2 separate regions of the Mus musculus genome follow, and region 2 is linked to region 1. The links are chromatin contacts, called in public Hi-C maps. All regions are on one chromosome and are shown on one strand. Each heading gives the region's core, a stretch centred on a gene start, on an enhancer-like site or on the middle of the called end of the contact. The rest is flanking DNA. Distances are from core to core; before and after follow the strand shown. Region 1 overlaps Gm30799 (a long non-coding RNA gene). Region 2 overlaps Sipa1l1 (signal-induced proliferation-associated 1 like 1).

What was found. Hi-C and Micro-C count contacts between places; a contact is called where the count stands out from the background.
Region 2: a contact with region 1 is called in a Hi-C map of cerebral cortex, with 2.6 times the contacts expected there. The contact joins two enhancer-like sites. A contact is called at or near these places in 1 of 484 Hi-C or Micro-C datasets (cerebral cortex), 2 of 115 datasets of contacts at active chromatin or transcription factors (astrocytes and neural progenitor cells) and 3 of 9 other capture datasets (adipose tissue, embryonic stem cells and pancreatic islet).

What each region holds. Positions count from the first base shown.
Region 1 is chr12:82,078,240-82,083,980 of GRCm38.p6, reverse strand. All of the region lies in intron 3 of Gm30799 (a long non-coding RNA gene), which reads right to left. Among named protein-coding and RNA genes, the nearest start is that of Gm30799, 11 kb to the right of the region's middle. Within about 2 kb of position 3,205, at least 24 of the 459 cell types and tissues checked have an H3K27ac peak or open chromatin away from gene starts, as enhancers often do. A contact at or near this core is called in cerebral cortex, where this site is marked.
Region 2 is chr12:82,409,826-82,415,229 of GRCm38.p6, reverse strand. The region is part of intron 10 of Sipa1l1 (signal-induced proliferation-associated 1 like 1); the gene reads right to left. Among named protein-coding and RNA genes, the nearest start is that of Gm30916, 21 kb to the right of the region's middle. Within about 2 kb of position 2,534, at least 77 of the 459 cell types and tissues checked have an H3K27ac peak or open chromatin away from gene starts, as enhancers often do. A contact at or near this core is called in cerebral cortex, where this site is marked.

The DNA.
Region 1 (5,741 bases), core at 1,956-4,455:
GAAGACAGTGGAGTGTAATCTGCATTTTCATTTATTAAAATGTGTAACCTGGGGGAGCAGATCCTGTCATCCAGCCCCCCACCCCCACCCCACCCAGAGATAATTGACCCCAGGCTCACAGGTGAGCCCCCTCCCCTGCCCCAATACCTGGGCTAACTAAGACCTTTCCCCCAGAAAACCAAATAACCCAATTTAAAAATGAGGTACAGAGCTAAACAAAGAATTCTCAGCAGAGGAATCTCAAATGGCCGAGAAGCACCTAAAGAAATGTTCAGCATCCTCAGTCATCAGGGAAATGCAAATCAAAACAGCCCTGAGATTCCACCTCACACCAATCAGAATGGCTAAGATCAAAAACTCAGGTGATAGCAGAAGCTGGCAAGGATGTGGGAAAAGAGGAACACTCCTCCATTGCTGGTGAGATTGCAAGCTGGTACAACCACTCTGGAAATCAATCTGGAGGTTCCTCAGAAAATTGGAAATAGTACTATCTGAGGACCCAGCTATACCTCTCCTGGGCATATACACAAAGGATGTTCCAACAACATATAACAAGGATACATGCTCTGCTATGTTCATAACTGCCTTATTTATAATAGCCAGAAGCTGGAAAGAACCCAGATGTCCCTCAGCAGAGGAATGGATACAGAAAATGTGATACATTTACACAATAGAGTACTACTCAGCTAATAAAAATGATGACTTCATGAATTTTGCAGGAAAATGGATGGAACTAGAAAATATCATATTGAGTGAGGTAAAAAGCACACAAGTGGTATGTTCTCACTGATAAGTGGACATTAGCCCCCTCAAAAGCTTGGAATGCCCATGGTACAACTCACAGACCATATGAAGCCTAACAAGAAGGAAGACCAAAGTGAGGATGCTTCAATCCTACTTAGAAGGGTGAGCAAAATAATCATGGGAGGTAGAGGGAGGGAGGGACGTGAGAGGGAAAGGAGGGGGGGGGCAAGATCAGGTATGCGAAGAGACAGAAAAGAAGTCAGGAAAATGAATAGAAATATGTAGTGGGGGGTGGGGGGGGGTGGAGAACTGGGGTTAGCCACTAAAAAGTCCCAGACACCAGAGAAGCAAGAGGTTCCCAGGACCCAACAGGGATGACATTAGCCAAATACCTAACAGAGGGGAAATGGGACCTGAAGAGACCACCTCCAGTAGATAAGCACAGCCCCCTGGTGGAGGGATGGGGCCACCTACCCATCTAAAAATTTTTAACCCAGAATTGTCCCTGTCTAAAGAAAACGCAAGGACAAAAATGGAACAGAGAGCTGGGCAGTGGTGGTGTACGCCTTTAATCCCAGCACTTGGGAGGCAGAGGCAGGCGGGTTTCTGAGTTCGAGGCCAGCCTGGTCTACAAAGTGAGTTCCAGGACAGCCAGGGCTACACAGAGAAACCCTGTCTCGAAAAACAAAAACAAACAAACAAACAAACAAACAAACAAATGGAACAGAGACTGAAAGAAAGGCCATCCAGAGACTGCCCCACCTTGGGATACACAGAACAGAAAAATGGTTATATAACAGAATCTATCTATCAAAATAGGCAACCACCTAAACCATACCACCAGTAACCGAATCCCTCCTTTTTTATAGATTTTTTTTTATGTGATAAGACACCATGACCAAGGCAAGTTATAAAAGAAAATATTTAAATGGGAACTTGCTTACAGTTTCAGAGGGCTAATGTATGACTACCATGGTGTGGGGCTCATGGCAGCTGGCAGGCAGGTATGGTGCTGGAGCAGTAGCTGAGGGCTTTACATCACGATCCACAGGAAGCAGGCAAGGGGAGGGGAGACCTAGTAGGGAGGGGGAGGTGGGGAGATCTGGTGGGGGGAGACCTGGTGGGGGGAGGGGGATGGGGGAGACCTGGTAGGGGGGAGTGGGGACCTGGTGAGGAGAGAGGGGGAGACACCTAGTGTGGCCTTTTGAAACCTCAAAGCCTACCTCCAGTGGCACATCTCCTTTAACAAGGCCACATCTCCCAATCCTTCCCAAATAGTTCTACCAACTGAGGACCAAACATTCAAATGTACGAGCCTATGGGGTCTGTTCTCTTTCAAACCCCCATAATAATAAAAGGAAGATCGAGGCAATAACTGGGGGCCCTTGAGTACCTTTCCTCTTGTGGCCTATTGTCACTCTCAACAGTGGATCTGATCTGTCCAAGCTCTTTACTTTGAATAAAGTTCTCTTGTTACTTCTGCAAATCTGTGGGAGCCTCATTTCAATAAGAGGCCAAAATCCTGGAGGCGCACCTGGAGCCCAGACCTGACTCCTGGTAACAGAACCGCTCTCATAATCAGCAACCTGAAAATCAAGTAGTAGAACTCGGGGACCCTGATTACAGGGCGGAAGAATGTGACCTGAGCATCATGTAGCCCAGGTTGGCCTTGAACTCAGTATATGTAGCTAAGGCTGACTTTGAACTCCTGATACCCCTGCCTCGACTGTGCAAGAGAGCCACAAGGTAAGGAATTGTAATTAATTGAGCAACATCCAGCAAGGGCACTGAACCTTGGTCCTGTGACCAAGGGCAACCATATTCTGCTGGTAATGGTGTAGGAGTGGGGACGTGAACTCCTTACTTCGTGAGATCCTAACCAAGCAGAGAACTGGCTACGCTGCCCATCTTCAGCTCTTGATTCTTTCTTTGATAAATACCCTGACAAAGGCATCTTAAGAAAGAAAGGGTGGATTTTGGTTTATAGTTTTATAGGGATGCCTTTCCTGGAGGGGGGAAGCGTGCAGGGGGTAGGGTCGTGGCTGTATATGAGGAGGGAACATTAGCAAGTGCAAGAGGCTGTCTGGTCACCCTGAATCCACACTTAAGGGTGGAGAGAGAACAGGAAATGGGGCTGGGCTATCAGGTCTCGTGGCCTACCTGGAATGAGCCACTTCCTCCGTGAAGCTCCACAACCTCCCTGATCAGCACCCCAGTAGGGGAGTAAGTGTGCAAGCACAGGAGCCTATGGGGGACATACATTCAAGCCATAACTGCCACACTTCTGAACCGCACAACTGCCTGATAATAAATGCACTCTATTTTAAGCAGCAGAGACCAGGGTAAATTGTTATATAATAGAAGGAGCTAATAAAATCTCCTTTCTCCAATAGACCAGTCCACCTCTCCTGTGTCTCTTTGACTTCTGCAGCAGCTTTAGTGTGGTTTCTGATGACGCATTCCCTGGCACCAGTGCATACATAGCATCCCTCCCCTCTTCTCCCTTCTCTTCTCCCCTCTGCTGTTTCTTTGGGAATTCAGTAGTCATTCATATCGCCTCTGCACACATCCCTCTTTGAATACTCCCAAGGTATTCTGTTGTCTTCTCCCACCCTCTTCCAAGTGTCCCCGGGGTGCACAGCATTGTGAGACCACCATTTTCATCCTTGCAAGAGGTACTCAGATTTCCAAAGCTGAAAAACATATTTATTACATAACAGCAAGACATAAGCCCAAACAGCTCGATGCTGGGCTCTTAAACATAGCAACAGCAGAGAGCTTTTCTGGGCTTGAGGAGGAACATTCAAATGTCTCCTAATTTCAGCAATTTTTTTTTCTGGTCTATAGAATAGAAAGCCTAAAAACAGCACAAAGGTAGCTCAGGGCATTCATAGAAACCCCACCCCTATACCAGACACTAGTGAGCGAGGGGGAGGAGAGAGAGCAGAAAGCCCAGTACACTGGCTGTTGGAACTCGCAGGCAGATATTTTGTTTCTTGTTTACTGACCAGGCTGGAAGGAAAGGAACAAAAAAGGAACAAGGAAGGGAGGAACAAGGAAGAAGGAAGGAGCCCATGACCCCCTTCCTGTCTCGTTCTTGGTTTCTTGACACTGTGGTAGGAAGAGCTGGGTCCATCACACCTTCTCTGGGATAACTGACTGACAGATCTGACCCTCTGAACTGAGCTAAGCCTCTCCTTCCTTCAGGTTGCCTTGTCACGTTTTAGCTCACAGCGATGCAGGAGTAGCTAAGTCACTCTCTGGGTTCAGAGGGTGGTGGTTGGGATTTCTATGCTTTTGTCTGCGTGTTCCTCCAGGAGAGACTGTCCTCACTACTGGGACTATCTGAGGACGTCTCACTGGAGGCTCTGTCTGCCATGAATAGAGTCTATTTGCAACAAGAACTCCCCTGCCCCCTGGGCCCCGGATTTGGGGATCCACGCTGAACTTTATTGGTTTTCTTCATGCACCCTTAGGGTTGTTCCATCCCCAGTCACATCTGTCAGGCCTGCCACCTGGCAGGACCTTCCTCCACTCCCATCCTGTGCATCCTCACCACTGAAGACCTTGACTCCAGCTTTCTGGGTCAGGCCTGAGTGGTGGCGGGTGAGGAGGGCTTTCATATTACAGTTGTTTCTGAGCCTTGTCATATGTCAGACTGACTGAACATTCACTGACCATTCGCAGTATGTCTTCACAATGTTAGATGATTTTTGTCCTGTTCTGCTTGATCTGAGAGACCTCTCCAGTCCATCAAAGGGTTAAGTGATTTTTGGTTGAGAAGACAGGGGCTTTTCTCCAGATAGAACACATATTTAGAAACTGGACTCTTAGCCGTTGCTTGTGCTATATGCAAAGAAGTAATTAGTTCTGCTGAACTCCATCCACATCAAGGCTTACTACTCTTTTACTTTCCCCACTGTTTTGATTAAATACCCTGACACAGGGCTGGAGAGATGGCTCAGAGGTCAAGAGCACTGGTTGCTCTTGCAAGGGACCAGGGTTTGATTCCTTACATCCATATGGTGGCTCACAGCCATCCCTAACCCCAGGTCCAGGGGATCTGATGCCCTCTTCTGGCCTCCACAGGCCCCCAGCATGCATATGGCTCACATATTATAGGCAGACAAAGCACCCAGACATAGAAAATTAAAAAGATAAAATAAACCTTGATAAAAGCAATTTAAAGAAGAAAGGGTTTGTTTCCATCAACCTAATCCAGGCAGCTCCTTAAGAGCCTGCTCTTCCAGGTGATTTCCATCAAGTTGACAGTTGTGATTAGCCAACACAATGACAAAAATCACCCAAAGGCATGCCAATGCACCTTAAACTATATCCTAGTGGGATTAACTATTTGATTCATGGTGCTTAAATCATTGCCTTTATGTTTAATATAAGAAGGGTGGTTGAAAGATTCATTGAGCATATTGATTAGTTTCTGAGTGCAAAGGTACTGAGCCAAGAGATATGAGCATGCTCCTGTCCCTAACTTCTCTGAGACTTTAGAGTCTGGGGGAGGAAGTTAAGTGCGAAGCCCAGAGGTAACTAAATGCAGCCTGTAGCACAATGACTCCGTGTGCAAGCTCACGCGCTGGAGGGGTTTTACTGAAATGGCCTAAGGGCTATCCCAAGTGTCTGGTGGAAAAGGCCCACTGTGAAGTGGTGGGCAGTGGAGTCAGTTCCGGAGGCTGAGGAGGAAGCTGGAAGGTTGGGGAGGAGCCCTCCTGCTCTAAACTGAAGACGTCCCTGAAAGAAACTGTGTGAAACCCCAGGAAGAAAATTACTCAACTCCTTTTGATTCTTTGGCTTTTAACCTAGCAGGGTGTAAATGGAACGGAGACAGGGATGCTGGCTAGGGGCAGCACCTCCACCATCAGGAGGAGAAGCATCCGCTGGAGGAAAGGTGCTGTCAAGAGCATACGGTTGTCTCCCCCTGAGATGTGAGAGAAAGTGGGGGGCACTGAAAACAGCCACCAAGGCTGTAACAACTGGGTCTC
Region 2 (5,404 bases), core at 1,285-3,784, 330 kb before region 1:
TGCTTGTATTTTGATGCCAATTCCGCTCTCCTGGGAGGGGTTGTGAGGAATGAGTCACCTACTCTGGTGACTTGTGAACCATCCCCTAATGAATAAAGGAGCAAATCACTGGGGACGTAGGCAGGAATTCCAGGTTGTATGGAGGAAGAGAGGAAGCAGGAGAGAGTTAGAGCATTTTGGAGAGGAGTGAGAACAAGATGTACCAACTAGAGTCTCCCGGTTTCAATGGTGGGTCTGTCAGGATTCGCTACCGTTGGATTTAGATTTAATAAGGTTTATAAGATTAGGATTTTAGTTGTTCCCAGCAAGACTAAGTTACTGTCGTTTCTGAAATAAATTTGTGTAGTGTTTTCATTCTTGCAGTGGTTTGACTGGGTTCAAGAGAGAAAGGTATGACAGCAAAGCGTGGGTTTGCCAGATGTGCACCACAAAGGCTGTGGGAGGTTTGAAGCACTGAGCTGGCATGGTAGTGACCCGCCAGTAAGAACCTTGCAAGCTAGGGGGAAACGTTTCGGGAGCTCTGGGCCAGAGAGACTTCACAAGATAAGAACAGGCTGGCTAGCCCGCCGAGGCAGAGAACTGCTGGCAGTAGCGTGGGAACTTGACATTCTTTTTTATATTTCCTGAAACACCCTGTCACCTTCTTCAAGGCGCTGCACCATCCAATCTGATTCCATTCTCACACCCATGCAACCTTAATTGCTCCCCATATCTTGTATTCTGGATTGGCTGACTAAGATTCAGAGTACCACTGTATCCATACTTTCCATTCATCCACAGCCTACCTAGAATGCCTTCCTATCTTCCTATTAACCCCCAATTCTCCAATACTGTATCTGAATGCACAGAGCAGAACCTCTTCAAATCCTATAGCAGTCTATTCCATGTAATATCACATCACATCACAAAGAATGGACTATCTCACAAGTACCTATTTCTCCATGAGACTCTGTCTCAACAGCACAGGACCGATCCTATTTATCTTCATGTTACATGTATGAATGCTTTGGCTGTAAGCACAGGACCGATCCTATTTATCTTCATGTTACATGTATGAATGCTTTGGCTGTATATACATAAACATCACTCTTACGCCTGGTACCTGTAGAGGCCAAAAAAGGGTGTTGGACAGCAATCGAGATTGTAAGCTGCCCAATGTGGGTGCTGAGAACTGAACCTAGGTCTTCTGCAAGAGAAGCAAATACTACGAACTGGTGAACTACTGCCCATCCCTAACACCTACCTTAGCCAGGGTTCCTTCCTGTGGAAGATCTAGAAGAGCTGAAAAGTCTTGGATTTTAGAATTTATAATTTGCTAAAAGCAAATATAACCAAATCAGTGTGCTTTGTTAACTGTTGAAACAGGAATGGTGTTACAGGGGCTAAGATATAACACAAAACATTATGGCCACACATGGCAAGAGAACTACCAAGGCTACTCTGGAGACTGTGATGGGAAGCCACAGCAGGCCACCTCTAAGAATCTTCCATCACCATGGTAAGCCAGGCTTTTGCTAGTTAATGTCTAGTCACCACAGGGTTTTCCATATACACGCAGGGTGAGAGCACCACCCTCAACAGTGTCCCTCAGACACTTGCTCTGTGTTCTGCACTTGCTAGAGTAAGACTTGCTCCCAGCCACTCAGACTTCAATGACCATGGCAGGGCCCAGGATGTGTCTGGAGGCAGCTGTAGTGCTGACTGATTAGAGGAACCTAGTTCAACTATATCCGGGGCACATTTTATATTAAGATCCACTTTTACTTTATTTTGTGAGTATGGGTGCTTCACCTGTGTATATATCAATGAACCCTGTGCATGTGGTGGCCATAGAAAGCCGAAGAGGGTGTCAGAGCCCCTGGAACTGGAGTTACAGACAATTGTGAGCTGCCATGTGGGTGCTGGGAACCAAACCAGGTTCTCTGAAAGAGCATCTAGTGCTCTTAACCACTGAGTCCTCTCTCCAGGCCCTAGTACTACTGTGTCTGACAGGAGAGTAATCACGAATATCTGGGCACCAAAGTTGGATGTCCTTATACTTTTGTCTACTCAGGCTTCTATGCGATTCTCACAATCCACTCAGATATAACCAGGATTGCAGTGAAGGTGCAATGGGAAGTGCAAGCTACAAACAAAACTGAGTAAGAACTAGGGAACAGCACAGACTCAAGCCACATGATGCCACTCAATGCCTTTCTGACCCAGAGTCTGTCTTCCATGTGTAACTAACACTGACAGACTGCAGATGTGGTTCCATTTTGTACAGCTTTGGTCCTGTCACTGCAAAGAGGAAGAAATACTATAGAAAAGAGGGAAAGTTGGGATGGAAGTAGACTATGAGCCAGCTGGAGCCAATGGGACATGCAGGCAGCTGAGTCGTGAGGTGGCTATGTAAAATGTTTAGTCACATGGCTCCTTGGGTAAAGTAAACACAACTTTTATTTTTGGCTTTAGAACTTTTGTCCTGTAGCCTGTTCTGTAAAACAAACATTAAACTAAAACACCTCACGCTCCTTCTCAACATCAGCTCTGTCACTTGGCAAATGCATCAGGAAATTCCACTTGGTTACTGCAGTTAGCCCAAAATGAAAAGCAGCCTTTCCAGAAGGCTGGCTCTCATCCCACCCCTCCTCTGCCTTTATGTAACTCAATAGAGGCTTTGTCTTCTGACTGTCCACACATGAGGACACACACAGGGCAACTGGGGGAAGCCACCCCAGTGTGTTTACATCCCCAAATACATGATGTTCTGGGCAAAGAAAAGTTAGAACCAGTTTTACCCTTGTGACATACAGCTCTGCTGTTTCCAATACTGTGACTCTGATGCCATCAGGCCTCCTCAGGAGCAGAAGGTGTGACGGCCTACATGCTGGCAGTTTAGTTCTGCAGAGCTGGAAGCTGACTGTTGCTGGGCATTGTGTCACTTGGGAAGGGTAGCAGTTTCTTCTCACTGGCTTTCAGCACGCTGAGTTCCCTGACTTGTGCTGAGCCCACAGCCTAGACTATCTGCTTAGGGACTATTGTGCACAGTAACTTGCTTTTTCCTCTAAAATAACCCAGCTCTTCCTGCTTTGCTATATTTTAAAGGGACCAAGACATTGAATATTAATGGCCACACAGGTTTAGAGAATGAAGATTAATAACTTCCAAATGCTATGAAACCCATCAATCCCATAGAAAATAAACAATAATTGGTGTGTGTGTGTGTATGTGTGCATATGTGCATGTGTGTGTGTGTGTGTGTGTGTGTGTGTGTGTGTGTGTGTGTAAAGGCTGGAATATAACACTTGGTGTTGTTCCTGAAGTATTTTCCCAATACTTACTTATTTTGAGATAGGGTCTCTCACTTGCTACTGCAGAAAAATCTACCAATAGTCTTATCAGCTATAAAGTCTGTGAAGTACAATAATAACCAGTGTTGCAAGATATGTACCTGGGTATAATAATGGCACAAATGTTATGGGAGTAACCAACAACTCTGACTGGATTTAAGACCTGTTCCACAGGAGGAAACGTATGCCTGGTACTATAATCCAAGAACCCATGGATGAACTTGCTGTTGTTTTATTAGTTAATTGGACACAGTATCAAACTACTCTCTAAATTTCTATCTGTTCACCTTTAGAGCAGTGCAGCTGTCAGAACTCATCAGAGAAGTTTCTCTGTGTTGCAAGCAGTGGTTAACACAGAAACTCATAACTGGTCAAAGGGAACTCCATACAATGACTATGGAGTGTTTAGCCACAAGGAGAACATCAAACTAGCTCCCAAAGCTCAGGGACCATGCAGAAAATGGAGTATAAAGAGTATAAAGAGCCAGAGGTCAGGGAGGAGCGGAGGGGAGCACTGTCTTTTGGATTTAGCAGGATAGCTGTGTTCATGAACTCACAGTACCTGTGTTTGCCTGTATAAGACCTGCACATGATCAAGCCAGGAAAATACTCTAGCATGGAGGGAGAAGAAATTCATATGCTCCTACCCTTGAGTATGTTAGTTTGAATGAGACTCATGTTTGACTGCTTGGTAAGGGTTAGTAGGTCTTTTTGGACAAGAGATGTCATTATAAGTGAGCTTTGAGGTTTCGAAGCTCATGTCTTTTACCAGTTAGTGTTCTCTCTCTCTCTCTCTCTCTCCCTCCGTCCCTCCCTCCCTCCCTCCTGCTTGTGGATCAGATAAGCTCTCAGCTTTTACCCCTGTGTTCCTGCCCACTCTGCTGCCATGCTCTCTGCCTTGAAACTATATGCAAGCCTTTAATAAAATGCTTTCTTATATAAGATGCCTTAGACACAGTGTCTCTTCACAGCAAGGGAAAGGAAATCAAGACACTGGAGAAATAGAAACAGTTGATGGCTTCTGAGAGTGGGAGAATCAGTTTTCTCTAAGAGTGTGCTCCCTGGTAGGTACACCACACTCCAGTGGAATGTCTCAGATTCAGTGTGTGGGCAGCATCAACTGGACTTGATGGGTTCTTAAGGAAAAAGAAAGACATGAAATTGAAGGGAGGGAATTTGGGAGGAGCTATGGGTAGGAGAGGGAAGACTATGATCAAATATACTGTGTGAAATTTTCAAAGGATTAAATTATACAAAAGAAAATTACCAAACCTAATCCCAGGTATGTAATAACATAATCCATGCCCTTCATTTTCCATGGATGAACCCACAGGCCCGCAGCCAGTGTGTACTGAAGTGATCTTAAAACCTAGTGTTCCAGACAGTCACTGATTACAACCTACCAATCTATCAAAGAAGGACTTCTCAATGCCCAAGTGGTTAGTGGAAACATAGTTCCTGAGTATTTAGGATTAATTATACTTCTATTTCCTTCTTTTAGTTCCAAAGTGACAGTGCTGCCTAGATATATTCACAGAGACAAGGCCCTCTGCCACCCAAGTGCAAGCAAGGGCCAATGGTAAAAACAATTGAAAGGGTTTCAAATAGCAGGGTGACTGACAAATTAGATACCCCAGTCCATAATTAAGCACAGCATTTTGCCACAACTTAGCAATTAAAACTCGATCCACTCAGGGAACAGGACTAAGTTATCTGTCCTTATCAGTATATACACCACCCAGGATTCTTCCAGAATGATGTAAAAAGAACTTTCTCTGAAACAATTCAAAGGTTATAGAATGATGACCGTCCCACCCAGTAGCTTCTACACAAGCTGTGCTCACATTCAATCAACCAAAAGCCCTGTCTTTTATGCTTTCCTACTGTGTACTCGGGGAAGAGCTACGGCTGGCCTCAATTTCAGCCCATCAGCTGTTCAGCCAGGGACTGGAAATCTTCCTTTCATGAGCCTCCTACAAGGTTCATTTCCAAACAAGGCAGAATGCTCAGACACAGCTGCGAGCATTCACAGTCTGATATACACCACGGGTGCCTCTTGACAAGAATCAGTT